3 separate regions of the Mus musculus genome follow, and regions 1 and 3 are each linked to region 2. A link is a contact called in public Hi-C data. All regions are on one chromosome and are shown on one strand. The core of a region is the stretch at or near the end of the contact, and the rest is flanking DNA. Distances in the headings are between cores, read along the strand shown.

The links. Hi-C and Micro-C count contacts between places; a contact is called where the count stands out from the background.
Region 1: a contact with region 2 is called in a Hi-C map of the N1E-115 cell line, with 9 times the contacts expected there. The contact joins two enhancer-like sites. A contact is called at or near these places in 6 of 484 Hi-C or Micro-C datasets (the N1E-115 cell line, nephron progenitors, stem cell-derived neural progenitor cells and 1 more) and 4 of 115 datasets of contacts at active chromatin or transcription factors (astrocytes, embryonic basal ganglia, microglia and 1 more).
Region 3: a Hi-C map of the N1E-115 cell line shows a contact between it and region 2, with 6 times the contacts expected there. The contact joins two enhancer-like sites. A contact is called at or near these places in 3 of 484 Hi-C or Micro-C datasets (the G1E-ER4 cell line and the N1E-115 cell line), 3 of 115 datasets of contacts at active chromatin or transcription factors (astrocytes, embryonic basal ganglia and forebrain) and 1 of 9 other capture datasets (embryonic stem cells).

Annotation. Positions count from the first base shown.
Region 1 is chr8:89,298,443-89,301,142 of GRCm38.p6, forward strand. No RefSeq gene overlaps it. Among named protein-coding and RNA genes, the nearest start is that of Gm35542, 80 kb to the left of the region's middle. Within about 2 kb of position 1,424, at least 5 of the 459 cell types and tissues checked have an H3K27ac peak or open chromatin away from gene starts, as enhancers often do. A contact at or near this core is called in the N1E-115 cell line, where this site is marked.
Region 2 is chr8:89,568,258-89,570,957 of GRCm38.p6, forward strand. No RefSeq gene overlaps it. Among named protein-coding and RNA genes, the nearest start is that of Gm26331, 20 kb to the right of the region's middle. Within about 2 kb of position 1,389, at least 18 of the 459 cell types and tissues checked have an H3K27ac peak or open chromatin away from gene starts, as enhancers often do. A contact at or near this core is called in the N1E-115 cell line, where this site is marked.
Region 3 is chr8:89,239,385-89,242,084 of GRCm38.p6, forward strand. No RefSeq gene overlaps it. Among named protein-coding and RNA genes, the nearest start is that of Gm35542, 21 kb to the left of the region's middle. Within about 2 kb of position 1,282, at least 11 of the 459 cell types and tissues checked have an H3K27ac peak or open chromatin away from gene starts, as enhancers often do. A contact at or near this core is called in the N1E-115 cell line, where this site is marked.

The sequences.
Region 1 (2,700 bases), core at 174-2,673, 270 kb before region 2:
AATGAGCTTCTGTTCTTTCTCTCTCTCTCTCTCTCTCTCTCTCTCTCTCTCTCTCTCTCTCTCAGCATTCATGGTCAGTCCAGGTAATGACTGGAGCTCCTAGGCAGCTCACTCAGGAAGACAAAGCTTGGCTGTGAGACTGTCTGCCTCCCTCAGGTCTCATAGGAGCTCTCTGAGATGTGCAGCTATGGCTGATGGAGGGTTCACTCCTGTCTTGCTACTTACTCCTCTTCCATGTTTCTAATCTTGTCACTTTGTCGATTGCTGGAGTCAGTGTTTTCCTCTCCATTCTGATCTTTGCTCCCTTCCCAAGCCCAGGCCATGTACAAATATCAGTCCATGCTCATAGCTACTTGAGTAGTGGAGTCTCACTCACCTGAGACCCAGATCCAATTCAACATAACACAAGCTAGCTAAGACCGATATTGATGATTGTTGTGCTTTGGTAGATTACGTTTCCCCAGGATTTATGTCTTTTACCCTACAGTTGTAGGCATAGACAGAAGTTAAGTGAACACCTACTTGTCTTAGAACTTTACTGCCAAGCATGTTTGGGCGTTGTAATGTTCTCTCACACACAATGCATGTGTTTGTCCTTGTAGCAGATGCTTATCAAGACAATGGGCCTTGTGATACTCCAAGAACGACACACTGTTGCAGTGTTGCTCTGGTAGTTAGAACAAGAACCCTTATTTCTTGGAGGAGTTTGTGAAACACCTGCCACTTCCCACCTGCCTAGCGGTGCCATTTGTTCCCGGGAGTTGTACTATTGGAGGATGCCAGTCTTGAGATTCCCTGGATGTAGGTGTGGCTTATGGTTTTCTGCTAGCCAATAGGTTCTGAAACCCAGAGACTAGACAGCACAAGGATAAATATTTCTTATTTGGAGATTAAACGCACTTTTGGGGCATAATTGCCTAATAGGTTCTGCCCTTCCTATGAGTCATTGGCGGGGGGCGGGGGGGACTATTGGTATTTTATAAATATGCTCTCATTTTGGAATCTATTATCAATAGTCTAGAGAGATCTCTGCTGTTCTATCAAAGATGAAGATGCCATCATATTCAACATTTGGCATCTAGGTGACCTCCACTAATCCAGACCTACTGGTGTCCTAAAGTCAGAAAGGGGCTCATTCTTTTCCTGTAATATTATTCTCAAAGTGCAAGTAGAGGCATAATCATGTCTTGATGCTTATACTTGTCTTGTCGGTCTGCATCTATCAAGCTTGGCTAAGTCCTTTTCCTTAAAAGCCCCCCTGACAATGTCTGGATGGATTTTTAGATAGTGGAGTGCTACTGCAGCAGCATGCGAAATGTCATCTCCGGGAAAACCCGGAGACAGTGGCTGGTGTCAGTTGCACTCAGTCTAAACACTCCCTGAAGTCCTAATGAACCACATCTGCTTTGCCCTTCCTTCAGGCTGAGTCAGCCCAGGCATGACCAAAGCCACTTAGAGTTCTGCATGATCACATGACATATGACTGCATCTTGGCCTGTGATAAATAATCATGTTTGTTGATCTGCAAGAGTCTGTAACAGAGTTTATAGTGTGAATTGAGTCATTACTACAGAATCAAATCAAAGTGGCTGAATATTAGTGCATTACTAGTGTCATTACAAAAGCAAGCAAGCAAGAAAGCAAACAGGAAAGAAAGAAAGAGAGAAAGAGAGAGAGAAAGGAAGAAAGAAAAGAGAGAGAGAAAAGAAAGAGAGAAAAGAAAGAAAGACAGAAAGACAGAAAGAAAGACAGAAAGGAAAGGAAGAAAGAAAAGAATCATAAAGAAAACAAAGAAAGAAGGAAGAAATGAAGGGAAGAAGGAAGGAAAAGAAGATGTAAGGAAAGGAAGAAGGAAGGAAGAGAAGGAAGGAAAGGAAGAAGGAAGAAAGGAAGGAAGGAAGGAAGAAAGGAAGGAAGGGAGAGAGGGAGGGAGGGAGGAAGAAGGGGTAGAGCGATGGAAGGGTAGAAGGCAGATATCAATTTCCCTGTGCCTACTAGGCAGGATACCCAGGTTTTAGCTTTTATGATGGTTTAGAACAATGATTCTCAGCCTATGGGTCACAACCCCTTTGGCAAATCTCTATCTCTAAAATTATTATGATTCATAACAGTAGCAAAATTACAGCCATGAAGTAACAACAAAAAAAAAATTCAATGTTGGGGGCGGTCACCACAACATGAGGAACTGTATTAAGGGGGTCACAGCATCAGGAAGGTTTAAAACCACTGCTCTAGACCTCTGGGAGATCATCCAGTTGGGTCAGTGACTGGCCAGGCAGTAGGAACACTCCTGGAGGTTATGATTTGAACCCTTGTTAAGACTTAGTCTCCACTGTTATCTATGATGGTCTCTGGAAGAAGGGCATTGGAACATGATTGACATTAGATAAGATCTTGAAGGTGGGGCCTCACGATGGCATTGACAGTTGTATGAGAAAGAGAAACACAAGCTGGCTAGCTTATTCTTTCTCTTCATGTGATACTCTCTGACATATTATGATTACATATTACAGCATGGAGCCTTCATGAGATCATGGTACCATATCATTAGATGCTCAGAACTACGAGCTACCAAAACCTTTTTTCTTTTAAAGCTATTCAGTGTTTAGTGTGCAGTTACAACCATAGGAAGCACACTAAAGCACTAGGTTTGAATGATGTCTCCTGTCAGTCTCTGTGACCCTGGGCTAGTTAAGCTTG
Region 2 (2,700 bases), core at 139-2,638:
AAAAACTATCTAGGTGGTCAAGTTCTCAGACATGAGCAACTTGCATAAGTAACATATAGTCATGTGTGTGCATCAACCTATAGAAACAAAATTGGACTTCTCAATAATCAATAAATTGAGGTTTCAGTCGCTAACATTTAGATCACTGCATCTATGCTAACATATCATACATGTGTATATATATGTATGTGTATATATATATGCATGTTTAAATTTTTCCATAGTCTAAGTGCTGGCAAGACTCTCTCTGTGACACTCTTTCTCACACACATACACATACACACATTCACAGCTCACTATACTACACTGAGCTACTCGATATATGTGTGCACAGGCTCTGCTTACATATACATGCTTACACTTGTAACCAAAACACCACTTTCTTCCAGCTTCACCCCTTGCATTTCTGAGCCCCCGCCCCGTGCCCCGGCACAGATCTCATTTGATTAATGATGGTAGGTTTGCTCCCTGGCAGTGCCACCCCACCCTCTAGGGATGCCGATTGTTGAAATGTACCAGTATCAGGAACCTAAAAACATGTGTCCCCACCTGCTGCCGACTGTGTGCCCTGTGCATAGGGACTCAACTCCAAAATATCTGGGTACCAAGACTTCCAACCCTAGAGGACAAAACCCTGCCAGCGTGGTTTATCTTCCCAATAATTAGGCTTGTGTTTCTGCTTTATTAACTCCAATACAACAGCCCCCTGCCCTCTGTCACCAAGGAGACTAATAGATGACAGTCACTCTGATTTGGAAGCCGTACAAATTAAATGACTGAAGTGAGAGGAAGCGAAGTTAAGACAAATGGTATCAAGATAAGGCAGTCCATCATTTACATAGGAGTTTTTCTAACATTAAGAGGGTGTGGGGGGCGGGGCTTCATTTTCCATGCATCAGTGTTAAAACAAACCATCCCAGCGTCCCCATTCAAGCTCAATGACAGGGAATTCCCAAATGTTTCTAGGAGTAACTGATGGCCTATGTCTAAAACCAGGATCGCCTTCCCGTCTCCCAAACACCCATTCTTTTTATTTTATTCTTTTTTTTTTTTAACTTTTCTCAAGAAGAGCCTTCTTCAGTTTTCTGTGCATGAATCCACGAGCTGGCCGTTCTTGCACAGCTAGTCAACAAGTCTAAATCCTTATCATCCCTGGGGCAGATTTGTGATGCATTCTTAACCTCGTGTTTTCCCTTTCTGGGGGTTTGTCCCAGGGGAGGCATCCTCACACACCTTGTGGACAATTAACGTTACCCAGAGAAAGAAAAACAAAATCAAAATATTGGAGGGGCTGGTGGGCATCCAGCCATGCCAGTTCCCACCATTCTTCTGCGGAGCTGTAGCTGTGTTCAGTGGTCGGATCTGAGAAGCCACGTTAGCTCTTGGCTGCGTAGCTGCCGGGTCTGGCGCAAGCTGATGAGATGTGATTATCTCCATGCAGAAATACCAGGGTGGTTGGGAGATAATTTGAAATGAAGTTAAAAATGAAACGGCACTAAAGCTTTTCTCCCTTGTGTCAAAACAACCACATCTTCTCCATTCCTTCCTTCTTCCCCCTTTCACTTTGACGACACTGGTTCACACTGGGGGTGGAGACACGCCTTCTTGCAAACTGTAATCCTTGGCTAATTTTAAATTTCAGATGATTCTGTTTGAAAGACAGCTCTAAGTTTCTATCAAAAAAAAAAATCAGCTTCCGGAGATCACAGATAGAGGTTGCCATGCTGGCTTTACTGAGTAAGCCTTAGACACTGCTATGACTCACAGACTCGAAGTTTCATTTTTCTATACTAACACTATTCGGGTATGAATAGCATGCCTTGATAATAAATGACATTCGGTTGCAAATGTCTTTGAACTTTAGCTTAAAAGAAGTGAAAACAGATTTAAATACATTTCAAATGTTAAACACTATATTTATTGAATCATTGCAAATGGAGTTACCGCGTCAAGTGACAGGTTTTTTTTAAAGCTATGTAAATGTTTCTTTCTTTAAATAGATGTATTTTAGTGCGAGGTATATGTCTAGGCACTGTCTAAGCTTGCAGCAATAATTCTCGATTTACAAAATCAGCAGTGAGGGTTGGGAATTCAGCTCAGTGGTAGAGTGCTTTCCTAGCAAGCACAGGGGCCTGGGTTCTGTCCTCAGCTGGGGGGAGGTGGGGGGGGGCGACAAAATAACAAAATCAACAGCGAATCTTGCAGTGAGAAAGAGTCCATTGCAATCATTAATATTATCCCTCTCTGTGCACACATGCAGTAATCAGATCCCTCGATGAAAACTTTTTAAAATTCTAAAGTTTGATTTCAGGCTTTGCCTTGTGTGTGAGTGTGTGTGTGTGTGTGTGTGTGTGTGTGTGTGTGTGTGTGTGTGTGTGTGTGTAAAGTAGCTGAGTTCTTCTGCAAGCTTCAAAAGTTCCAGCCACATTGTTGAAAACGAAGTTTGAAGTTATTCTGAACAGGGTTGTACAGCTCTTGTGTTCACTGCAGAGTTGGGGGTGGGTGGGGGTGGGGGTCATAAAAGCCGAATTCACTGAGGGCAGAGGGAAAGTCTTTAGAACTCTGTCCGCCCCAGCGCCATCAGTCAGTTAAGAGGAGTATCTGCAGGGTGCCCCCCTCTTCCCTTTCTGCAGTGCTAGGGATGTTTATGTGGATAGAAAGGGATGACAATTAGTTATATTTATCCATTCTGGGTCCATT
Region 3 (2,700 bases), core at 32-2,531, 330 kb before region 2:
ATAATTAAAAAAAAGTAGTTTAAAAAAAGAAACATATAACTAATAAGCCACATGGTCTGGGTTATGATAATGCAATGTGTGGGAGCAGACTAAAACATAAAGGAACGGTCCTAGCTACGTTCCAATGAAACCTAATTTACAAAATCAGGTCGTGGGCCAGCTCTGCACTACAGGTCATGCTGTGGCTGGATGGCTACTTTTGTGGTCTATTTTGTATTTAATCTCTATGAGCATCTATCCATCTGTCCACTCCCTACTCTGCCAGCCTCTTATCTGTCCATCCTGTTACTGACTCAGCATCCTATTGAGGTCCCACATGCACAGGAAGCATAGACTTCCATATTAGGTGGAGCACCCTCTTCTCAAATCACCCTAACTGAGGCAAGAGGGCACATGGTAATGGTGGCGCTAAGCCCTGGCTGCCATCCAGATTAGTGAAGCTGTGGCACGATTCCCAAGTCAGGAAGCTATTCTTTCACATCTAATTGCCTCTTAGGGCAACAAGCTGTCTTCTTCTTCTTCTTTCTTCTTTCTTCTTCTTCTTCTTCTTCTTCTTCTTCTTCTTCTTCTTCTTCTTCTTCTTCTTCTTCTTCTTTCTTCTCCTCCTCCTCCTCCTCCTTCTCCTTCTCCTTCTTCTCCTTCTTATTCCTTTTTCTCCTCCTCCTCCTCCTTTTTTTTTTTTTTTTTGGTTTTCTGAGACAGGGTTTCTCTGTGTAGCCCTGGCTGTCCTGGAACTCACTCTGTAGACCAGGCTGGCCTCGACCTCAGAAACTCAGAAATCTGCCTGCCTCTGTCTCCCAAGTGCTGGGATTAAAGGCATGTACCACCGCTGCCCGGTCAAGCTGTCTTCTTTACTTCTTAATTTCTCCTCAAGCTTCACGGAGAGAAAAACAAAACAAAACAAAACAAAACAAAACAAAACAAAACAAAAACAACGCATAAGCAGATCACCTTAAAATCAGAGCTGCAATTAAAACCTCTTTTCCCAGACAAGCTGTATAGAGAGGAGAGGCAGAGGGGTCCCTTGAAAGGCACCCTGTGTCCCTTAGCATTCTCCAGCACTTCACTTTCGGTGACGCCTGATGTGAGAGCAGGTCTCCATCACCACTGCCATGACTTTGCCACATCCTGGAAGAACCTTCTTGGGGACCCTCTGAGCACTGTATTGTTCCCCTGGGAAAATGGGAAGAACATCCGTGTCCCCAGAGTTACTCTTTCGGTCCTGAAGAACTTGCCAAGCCTACCTCAGCTGCTCCGGTGACAAAGGCTAATGCCCAGTGCTAGCCAGGCTGCTGCTTTGTCACAGATATGACACTGCCTGGAAAAATATTGAGCTATCAATGGGAGATGAACCTAGACTACCAAGGTCAATTCCTCGTGTTACCAAGGCAAGCTGGGAGATGCATGTACAGATCTACATGCGAAAAGAAAGACCTACTGCTCCGTGGATTTGCTGTTTGTCTTCTCTTCCACATCTGGGATCCAAGGCAGTAAAGGTCCTTGACATTAGCATGGGGTCTTGGGTTTGAAAACAGCCCACAAGACAGTCTCTATAGCTTTGCACCCCTCTCCAGTTGCTGGCTGAGCCTTCTGACCTGTGCACAGAGATTCAAAAGGCTTTTGGTTTAAACAGGTGCTGAAAGCCAGGGCAAGCCAAAATATTTTGCTCTTTCTGGGTCATGAACTGTTTGCTGTTGGAAACATCTATATGCACAGACATATAGGCTAAACATAACAGAAACACAGGAAATGATGACAGAAGTCTTTGGGAGGCAGGAGGGAGCCCCCAGACTCCAATAAAGTCCATCTCTTAAGCACATACCTCTTGCTTTTGGCCACAGTGACAGGCAATAAATTATCCATGTTGGTTCAAAGGGCAAGGTCACCTCATAACAACATTGTCCATATGATGCAGTCAAATCAACGCTATTCCCAAAATATCGTCTAGAGAAATCACGTGCATGTGCGTGTGTATTTGTATGTGTATGTGTATGTGTGTGTATGTGCATTTGTGTGTATGTGTGTGGTATGTGTGTAGTGTGTGTGCATGTGCTTGTGTGCATGTGGTGTGTATGCATGAGTGTGTGTTTGTGTGTGTGTCTGTATTTGTGTATAGGGGTGTGTGTGGTATGTGTGCATATGTTCATGTGTATGTGTGGTATGTGTGTGTGTGTATAGAGTGTATGTGCGGTTTTTTATATACACAAGTGTGTGTGTGTGTGTGTGTGTGTGTGAGTGTGAATGTATGTGCACATTTGTGTTATGTGTATTCTGAGCGAGGTGACTATGCAACCCTTGTCTTTCAAAGGCAAAATCACCATCATTAGATGATATGCTACAAGTTCATTTCCAAAATAAAGCAAGTGAGAAGGAAGGAGCTTAAAGACTGGGTGTTTAGACAGGCCTGCGAGCCCCCTTGTGACCTTGCTCTGATATTTAACAAAACATTAATCTTCTTGCCAGCAATTATAAAGGATACAGTGATGTCGCTGGCTCTCCGAGAGAGAGCAATAGTGATTCCATTGTTCCTCTTTATTTATGCCTTGGCTGTACCAGGCAGATGAGGTAAGTTGGGGCTTTGATATGTTATTATTCCACACTGGCAATACATAAAGGATGCTTACACAAATATCTGTCTGTTTCCGAGGCTCTGTTTCACAGCTCCTTACAACTCCAGATCAAAGCGTTTCAACATTTTAT